Linked DNA regions of Oryctolagus cuniculus: region 2 is linked to region 1. Evidence: chromatin contacts called from public Micro-C data. All regions are on one chromosome and are shown on one strand. The core of a region is the stretch at or near the end of the contact, and the rest is flanking DNA. Distances in the headings are between cores, read along the strand shown.

Evidence for each region. Hi-C and Micro-C count contacts between places; a contact is called where the count stands out from the background.
Region 2: a contact with region 1 is called in a Micro-C map of ear pinna, with 6 times the contacts expected there. The contact joins the enhancer-like site here to the promoter of LRRC73 in region 1. A contact is called at or near these places in 3 of 6 Hi-C or Micro-C datasets (ear pinna, embryonic fibroblasts and an unstated tissue).

The regions. Positions count from the first base shown.
Region 1 is chr5:126,557,133-126,561,820 of mOryCun1.1, forward strand. It overlaps LRRC73 (leucine rich repeat containing 73), which reads left to right and starts at 1,991. Exons shown (of 6, transcript XM_002714432.5): 1 at 1,991-2,402; 2 at 2,936-3,096; 3 at 3,402-3,524; 4 at 3,851-3,951; 5 at 4,416-4,638. The coding sequence starts at 2,131.
Region 2 is chr5:126,656,754-126,661,441 of mOryCun1.1, forward strand. No RefSeq gene overlaps it. Among named protein-coding and RNA genes, the nearest start is that of ABCC10, 21 kb to the left of the region's middle. Within about 2 kb of position 2,063, at least 2 of the 8 cell types and tissues checked have an H3K27ac peak or open chromatin away from gene starts, as enhancers often do.

The sequences.
Region 1 (4,688 bases), core at 741-3,240:
GATTGGCACAGCGCTGGCCGTTTTCAGCCATTTGGGGAGTGAACCAACGGAAGGAAGACCTCTCTCACTAACTACCTGTCAAAAATAAGAAAAATGGAACAGGGCCTTTGATTCCATAGTACTTAATATTACTCAATCCTCTGGGTGCCCGTGTTGTGGCACAGTCCCCTGCTTGTGACACAGGCATTCCATCATCACAGTGCCTGTTGGAGTTTGAATCCTGTCTGCTCTGCCTCCGATGCAGCTAACGCGCCTCAGAATATCAGAAGGGGTCGGCACTGTGATGTAGTGGGTGAAGCCAGTGCCTGCAGTGCTGGCATCCCATACGGGTGTCAGTTTGAGTCCTGGCTGCTCCAGTTCCAATCCAGCTCTCTGCTATGGCCTGGGAAAGCAGTAGAGGATGGCCCAAGTCCTTGTGCCGCTGCACCCACATGGGAGACCTGGAAGAAGCTCCTGGCTCCTGGCTTCAGATTGGCTCAGCTCTTGCTGTTGCAGCCATTTGGGGAGTGAACCAGTGGATGGCAGACCTCTCTCTCTCTCTCTCTCTCTCTCTGCCTCTGCCTCTCTAACTCTGCCTTTCATATAAATAAATAATCTTAAAAAAAAAAATCAGAAGGCTGTGGAAGATGGCCCGAGTGCTTGGGCCCCTGCCACCCCATGGGAGACCAGGGTGGGGTTCCTGACTCCTGGCCCACCCGCTGACTGTTGCAGGCATTTGGGAAATGAACCAGGGGATGGACGATTCCTGTCTCTGTGTCTCCCTCTCATTCTACCTTTCGAATAAAATTAAAAAAAAAAAAAAAAACCCTCATTACTCTGGAGGTGTGGTCAGCAGCTTCTTTCCCTCCCACTCAGGGAACCTAACCGAGGTGTACTGTATTTGCCCTGTGTTTTACAAATGAGGCCTCTGCTGCTGTGGCCAGTGGACATAATCTCTGAGCTATGCTTCAGTCCACTTCACAAGGAACCTACGGCTGCTCGGGTCTCTGAGCCTGGCCCCCGGGGTGTCGGCAATGCCCTGCGGTGAGGCAGACCGCATCCACCTGAGCCTCATCGCCCAGGGACCCTGGCGAGTGGAGGGCGCGGGCCCCGTATTCCTGGCAGCTCAGGCCCCTCAGCCCAGCGGTCACCCCGGAGCCTCTGCGAGGCTGCCATGTTGTCCAGCAGCAGGCGGGGAAGCCCTCGCGAGCGGAATCCCCGCGCACGCTGCGCCTCCCGTCACAGGGGGCGGGGCCTCGGAGACGAGGGAGGTGGGAAGGATTCTAAGGTCAGGGGTCTGGACCTTAGAAATGGGGGGCAACCCGAGAACAGGCAAAGAACCGGCGACTGTCACACGCCACCTCCACACGACGTGCCTCCACCCCCCCCCTCAGGCCCGCCCCGCCGCCGCGCGTCCTGCTCCAGTCTCCCCAGCTGCAGCATGTCCCTACGCCCGGGGGCGCAGCGTCCCCACGCCCGGGCACCTGTCCGGACCACGCACGCCGCGCGCGCGCGCGCACCTCGTGGGCCCCCCTCAGCCACGCAGGGGCGGGGCGTGCGTGGTGACGCGGCCGTTGCCATGGGAACCCGCCGCCTGCTCCGGCGCAGGGGCTGAGGCTGGAGCTGCAGCCCGCCGCCGCCGGCCTGCCAGCTCCTGGCCGTCCTGCGAGTCGTGGGGCCGGGCCCCTGGGGCGGCAGGGGGAGCCGAGCCAGAGAGAGGCAAGAAGCGGGTTCTGCCTACGAGGGAGGACCGGTCCTTCACGTGCCAAGCCGACGCGCGTGAGCGGCCGCCGCACCGGCGAGGGACGAGGACAAGCGGGATCGCGTGCTCCCACCCGCAGCCCAGACACGGACAAGCACGGTCCGCTGCAGCCCCGGCGCCGCTCGGCCTCAACCTGGTCTGCGATCTCGGCGCCTCCGCACCCCGGCAGGCTTGGGCTCCGGCCGCGGCCCCGGCGCTCTTCTCCACCTCCGCCGCCGCCACAGCCTCCGCCCCCGCCGCAGCCGCCGCCGCAGCCTCTGCCTCGGCCTCCTGCCCAGCTCCGGCCGCGACCCTAGCCGGGGCCGCGACCCCGACCCCGGTCCCGGGCTCGCCGAGGCGCCGCCGGCCCCAGCCCCGGCCCGGGCTCCGCCGGCCTGGCCTTGGGCACGATGCTGCCCAGCTCCATTCAGATTTCGGGGGAACCTCTGTCGGGCGCCGAGGTGCGAGACATCTGCCGCGGCCTGCGCGACAACGCCGTGCGCCTGCTCTCCCTGCGCGGCTGCCGCCTCTGCGACCGCGACTTCGGCCGCATCTGCCGGGCGCTGGCTGGGGCCACGTCCCTGGCGCAGCTCAACCTTAACCTGGGCGTCGTGTCCAGCCCCAGCCGCATCAAGCAGCTGGCAGAGGCGCTGCGGACCAACCGCTCCATCCAGTCCCTCTTGTGAGTGCGCCCCCTCGCAAGGAGGTCCCGAGCACCGGCCCCTTCCACCCACTCCCCCGCCACCTCCCGTGCCTCCGCACACCTGCGCACACCCCTTTCCCTCTGTCCTTGCCTCCCCGAAGCCCTCCAAGCACGCGCCTTGTCCCCGGACCGTCCACACGGGATGGGACGCAGGGCACGTCATCCCTCCCCACCTAATCACTCGCATTCCCCTAGAAGGTATAGCAGGTACACCCCGGTGGAGCCCGCAGCCCGCCCCGACCTTCTGCCTACCAAAGATTTCCAGTCCACCGCGCCCACGCCCCTTCTCTGCCCCTCCCCGCGCAGTGTCCTGGATCGCGCCGGTTCCTGCCCCAGAAAAGAAACCAAATTCCCCTTCTACCTGTATTTCTGAGAATCTGGAATGTTCATCCTCCCTTCCCAGGCCTCTCTCAGGTGCTGTGACTGAGCGCTCTCCCTGCCCCCAGGCGCCCCCTCCCCGTACAGATGGGGTTCGTGACCGTACTGACTCTCCCCTCTCGCCTCACCCCCAGCCTGCATGGGAGCCCCCTCACAGACGCCGGGCTGGCCTTGCTGAACCCTGCACTGGCCCTCCACCCGGCCTTGGTGGCTCTGGACCTGGGGGACTGCATGCTGGGTGATGAAGCCATCAACCTCATCTGTGGCCTCCTCCCTCCAGACGGGGCCAAGTCTGGTGAGCAGGGCTCTGCTTAGGGCCTGGGCTGGTGTGGCCCCGGCGAGAAGCTGAGTGCAGCGGGGATGAGGGGCGGGGCCCAGAGCTGAGGCTCTCAGGGTCAAGAAGGGGAAGGCCTGGGGGCTGAGTAGGGTGGAGACAGGAATCCAGGTGGGGACAGGAAGGGGAGGCATGGGTCCTAATTGGCTCTGGAGCTCTGTCTGCTGGGGTAAGCGGTCTCCCCGCCACCAGGGACGCCCGGAGACATGGGGTGGGGGAGAGGCCTGACCCTCCCCATCTTGGCTTCCTGTTCTGCTGCTGCCCAGGCCTGAAGGAGCTAACGCTGAGCGCCAACCCTGGCATCACCCCTAAGGGCTGGAGCCGCCTCGCCATTGCCGTGGCCCACAGCTCCCAGGTCCGCGTCCTCAATCTGGACTACAACCCGCTGGGTGAGGCTCAAGAGCGCCCCCTTGGGTTTTCACTGCCCCCTTGCCCTACAAGGACCTGGAACCATGAGTTGCCATGGGAACCTCCACCAGAGGGGAGGGAAGGCAGGGGTCTAGGAGGCGGCAGAGAAGCTGTCCTGTGTGGAGGATCTGTCACCACCTCTGGGCTGGCCTTGCTTTGCCCCCTCTCGCACCGGTAGCAGTGCTGCCCTCTCCTGGCCAGAGGGAGGGTGCTAAGGCTTTGGGCAATGGGAAAACTCTCCAGGAGGGGCCGACACAGGCCTGGGTATGAACACGGGTAAGTATGTGCATGTGTGCTGTCTCCCCAGGGGACCACGTGGCAGGGATGCTGGCTGTAGCTGTGGCCTCGAGCCGCACCCTGGAGGTCCTAGACTTGGAGGGCACAGGGCTCACCAACCAATCAGCTCAGGTGAGAAGTGTCATGTTTTAAGATTTATTTATTTACTTAAAAGGCAGAGTTACAGAAAGATATAGAAGGAGGGACAGAGAGAGAGGTGGAGAGAGAATAAGGGACATAGAGAGGGGAGACAGAGAGAGGTCTTCCATGTGCTGGGCCCCTCACTTCCCCAAATAGCCACAACGCCTGGGGCTGGGCCAGTCCAAAGCCAGGAGCTTCTTCCAGCTCTCCCACATGCTTGCAAGGGCTCAAGCCCTTGGGCCATCCTCTGCTGCTTTCCCAGGCGCTTTAGCAGGGAGCTGGATCGGAAGTGGAGCAGCCTGGAATTGAATCGGCACCCATTTGGGAGCCACAGCGCCTGCCCTGTTTTGGGGAGGATCCGGGAGCTATCTGTGACCACTCCCCAGAGGTGGCCACCAGGGTGGGAGATCCACCTTAACTGTACTCATCCTTTTCCATTCTCTTCCTTGCCCCAGACCCTGCTGGACATGGTAGAAAATTACCCCACGGCGCTGCGGAGCCTAGTGTTGGCTGAAAACAGCATTAGCCCAGAGCTCCAGCAGCAGATCTGTGACCTCCTCTCTGAGGGGGAGGAAGAGGAGGAAGTGGCAGGAGGGTCTGGCGACACCCAGGAATGGGAGAGAGGGCGGGAGCCTGCTGCCCATCGGGCGGGCGGCAACTCCTGGATGTGCCCCAGCGGTAAGAACCAGCACTGGGAGGGATGGTGGGGGTGGGAACCCAGGGCCAGC
Region 2 (4,688 bases), core at 813-3,312, 100 kb after region 1:
TTCCATCTCCCTAGCACTTAGAACAGTGCCTAACTCATGGTAAATACTCAATAAGTTATTTGTTGAATGAATGAATGAATGAGCTCATTAATAGGGAAAACTGGGTCAACCCACAAAAGGCTTTTCTGCTCCCAGCAGCTCTGGAGTGGGGAACTGAGTGAGCCCACAGCAGCAGCTACAGGCATCACTCATGAGTAACAACACCATGTGGACTTGACTGGCCGCCCATTAACTACTTGCACTATCCTGGCTTTTTCACACAATATCTCGAATCTTTAGAACCAGCCTGTAAAATGGGTCTAGCACACGGTGGCTAGCCAACCAGGCTTTGGAGACAAGCATTTGAATCTTGTCCCGGCCCGTTCCTTACCTGTATGATCTAGACAAATTGTTTGCTCCTCTGTAAATGTGGCTTATAACATAATCTCTTTCATGGAGTTGGTGGGAGGATTAAATGAGATCATGGATGTGAGATATTAGCAAGCATCCTGGGATAGGTGCCGGCTCATTTCTTATTATTGTACCCATTTTGCCGATGAAGCGATCATTCTCAGCAAGGTTAAATGACCAGTATATGATCACATGGGCATCTGATAAAAGACTGAGTGAGGACCCGGTGCAACTGCACGGCATATTTTTTATGTAGTATCGAACAGAGCTTCTCGGCTGCTCAGACGTTCTGGTCTTCCTTTGAAGGTTATTCCCCATCCTGTTAGCGCCTCCTTGTGGCCAGTAAGCGAATATTTACTCAACAGAGTCGGGAAACGTGGTTGCCATGGACAACAAACATTGAGCCGCTCAAGTCACTGAGCTATGCAGAGACAGGCTTTCCCGGAGCAGAATTCCCAGTGGCAGAGATGTCTGGGCGCCTACGACCCTGCTACTGCTCTCTGCCTCCAGATAACGATGTGGCTTGCTGAGACCAGGTTGGCTTGGGAATTGGGAGAATCCATGTGTGTAAACATCACCTTGAATGGAAGAGTATGTGGGGAGCCGGGGGTGGGGTGGGGGGGGGAGAATGAGAGTTTCTACAGCTGGGAAGAGATTCTTTCAGGATAAGAGGGGGAAAGGGCCATCTGCCAGGGACCAGCACCTGTGGAGGCCGGGACCCTGCTCTCTTACACAGTGATGTGGCCAGACTCTGAGGTCAAGGCTATGCAGGACCTCGGGACTGCTGCATCTTTGGCTAAGATTTCCAACATTGCATTGAACAACCGTGGTAAAAGTGAACATCATTGTCCTGTTCCCGATCTTTGAGTAATTTCAGATTTTGCCCATTCAGTGTGATGTAGGCTGTGGTTTGTCACATACAGCCTTTATTGTCTTGAAGTACATTCCTTCTGTACCTAATTTTTGAGGGTTTCTATCATGAAGAGATGTTGAATTTAACTGAATGCCTTTTCTGCATATTTTGAGATGACCATTGATGTCTTATTTAACGTTAATAACAATCTAACAATGTAGGTTTTATCATCTCCATTCCTACAGGTGAGAGGAGGCTCAATGAAGTTAAGTAACTTGCTCAGAATGCCAAAGCTGGCAAGTGGCTCAGCAAGGATTTGAATTCAGTTCTACTTCCTTTTTTAATATTTTTAAAGATTTATTTATTTATTTATTTGAGAGGCAGAGTTAGAGAGAGAGAGAGAGAGAGAGAGAGAGAGAGAGAGGTCTTCCATCCACTGGTTCACTCCCCAGATAGCCACAAAGGCTGGAGCTAGGCTGATCTGAAGCCAGGAGCTTCTTCCAGGTCTCCCACATAGGCACAGGGACCCAAGGACTTGGGCCATCTTCTGCTGCTTTCCCAGGCCTTAGCAGAGAGCTGGATCAGAAGTGGAGCAGCTGGGACTCAGGCCAGTGCCTATATGGGATGCTGGCATACAGGCAAAAGATTAACCCACTGTGCCACAGCACCAGCCTCAAGTTGCATGAATTCTTTAATAATGTGATAGAAGTTAAGAAAACACAGAACTGCTGTAATTTTAGGTAGTGTAGAGAAAGAGAACAGGGAGCAGCTTGCTGCAATGCTATATTTATCAGAGTTCTCAGCTGCAAGCGATAGAAAAAGATTCTGAATAAGTTATTGAGGAGCTCGCAGAAGCACTAGGAAATCTGGGTTAGCAGGCTCAGAGCCTAAACAGCTGTCACCATGGGCTAAACACTCCACAAATAGGGTTTGGTGATGGCCGTGCTGCCCATTAGATGCTGCATTCTCACATCACTGACACCATCAAGGCAGGGTTCCCACGGTTGCCATGGAAACTGGAATCACTGACACCAGGAGCACTCCTCCATCGATTCTGCCCGTTTTCATCAGCAACCCCAGAGTCAAATCTAGGATAGCTGCATCTGGCTGGCCGAGCCTAAGCCAGTGCCGGCATCTGGCTGTGACGGAGGCTGGGAAAGCACATCCCTGGTGCTCGTAGCTTCAATGGTGAAACGTGGGCTCTGCGTCAGATGAGATTCATAAGGTGGCAACTCTCAGATGCTGAGCAGTCTCCATCACCTCTGGTCGAGAAAGCAATGTCCGTGTACACTCGACCAAGGAAGGAGGATGGTTAGCCAAGGGATCAAGGAGTGGGCCAGGCAGTGAGAAAGAGCCTTGAAGACGTTGGGAGGAGCAGTTGAGGAAGGGAAGGTGTGATGCCAAGCACTTAGGGGAGTTCTGGGGAGAGTGAAAGTGGTCTTTGTTTAAAAGAGAGAGAGAGAGGGATCTTCCATTCACTGGCTCACTCCCCAGATGCCTCCAACAACCTGTCTAGGCCAGGCCAAAGCCAGGGGCCAGGATCCCAATCCAAGACTCCCATGTGGGTGGAGGGACCCACCTACTTGAATCACGCCCTGTCGCTTCCCAGAGTGCACATTAGCAGGAAGCTGGAATCCCATGTGGAACCAGGACTTGAAGCCCAGTGCTCTCAGCAGCATCTTAACCACTGTGTTACACACCTGCTCCAGACATACTCTTTGTATTTGGATTGAAAGGGGTGCTCTGTGGCCTCACTAAGCGCAATTGCGGCCGGCGCCGCGGCTCACTAGGGTAATCCTCCACCTAGCGGCGCCGGCACACCGGGTTCCAGTCCCGGTCGGGGCGCCAGATTCTTTTCCGGTTGCCCCTCTTCCAGGCCAGCTCTCTGCTGTGGCCAGGGAGTGCAGTGGAGGATGGCCCAAGTGCTTGGGCCCTGCACCCCATGGGAGACCAGGAGAAGTACCTGGCTCCTGCCTTCGGATCAGCGCGGTGTGCCGGCCGCAGCACGCCAGCCATGGTGGCCATTGGAGGGTGAACCAATGGCAAAAGGAAGACCTTTCTCTCTGTCTCTCTCTCTCACTGCCCACTCTGCCTGTCAAAAAAAAAAAAAAAAAAAAAGAGAGAGAGAGCAATTGCAGTTGTCTGTGGAAGTGCAAACCAACCATAGGGAATTATGGAGAAAATAAGTGTAAAAATTTGAAGGAAGCTGTCTCAAATATTCTAAAGATGTTTGCTTTTCTTGATCATCACAAAAACACCATCCAATGTCATCACCTCTTCACTCATGGCACAGTTAGATTAGGCTGGGGCCGGCGCCGTGGCATAGCAGATAAAGCTGCTACCTGCAGTGCTGGCATCCCATATGGGTGCCGGTTCTAGTCCTGGCTGCTCTACTTCTGATCCAGCTCTCTGCTATGGCCCAGGAAAGCAGCGGGAGGTGGCCTAAATGCTTGGACCCCTGCACCCACATGGGAGACCCAGAAGAAACTCCTGGCTTTGGCCTGTCACAGCCCCAGCTGTTGCTGCCATTTGGCAAGTGAACCAGTGGATGGAAGATCTCTCTCTCTCCTGTCTCTCCCTTTCTCTCTGTAACTCTGCCTTTCAAATGATTTTTTAAAAGATGTATTTATTTATTTATTTGAAAAGCAGAATAATGGAGAGAGGGGGAGAGAGAGAAAGGGAGGGAGGGAGATCTTCCATCTGCTGCTTTACTCCCCAAATGGCCACAAGAGCCAGAGCTGGGCCAGGTGGAAGCCGGAAGTCTGGAACTCTATCCAGGTCTCCCATGTAGATGGCAGGGGCTCAAGTACTTGTGCCATCTTCTGCTACCTTCCCAGGAGCAGTAATAGGACATCCAGAACTTGAACTGGCACTCTGATATGGGATACTAGTGTCGCAAGCAGTGGCAGACGGCCTCAGAAGTTAACGTTCTTTTTTTTTTTTCCCAAAGATTTATTTATTTATTTGAAGGGCAGAGCCACAGAGAGACAGAGGCAGAGACAAAGAGAGAGAGAGAGAGAGAGAGAGAGGTCTTCCATCCGCTGATTCACACCCTAGATGGCCACAATGGCCAGAGCTGTGCCGATCTGAAGCCAAGAGCCAGGAGCTTTATTTATTTATTTATTTATTTATTTATTTTTGGCAGGCAGAGTGGACAGTGAGAGAGAGAGACAGAGAGAAAGGTCTTCCTTTTTCCATTGGTTCACTCCCCAATGGCCGCTGTGGCCAGCACACCGTGCTGATCCGAAGCCAGGAGCCAGGTGCTTCCTCCTGGTCTCCCATGGGGTGCAGGCCCCAAGGACTTAGGCCATCCTCCACTGCCTTCCCGGGCCACAGCAGAGAGCTGGACTGGAAGAGGAGCAACCGGGACAGAATCTGGTGCCCCGACTAGAACCCGGTGTGCTGGCACCGCAGGCAGAGGATTAGCTTATTGAGCCACGGCACC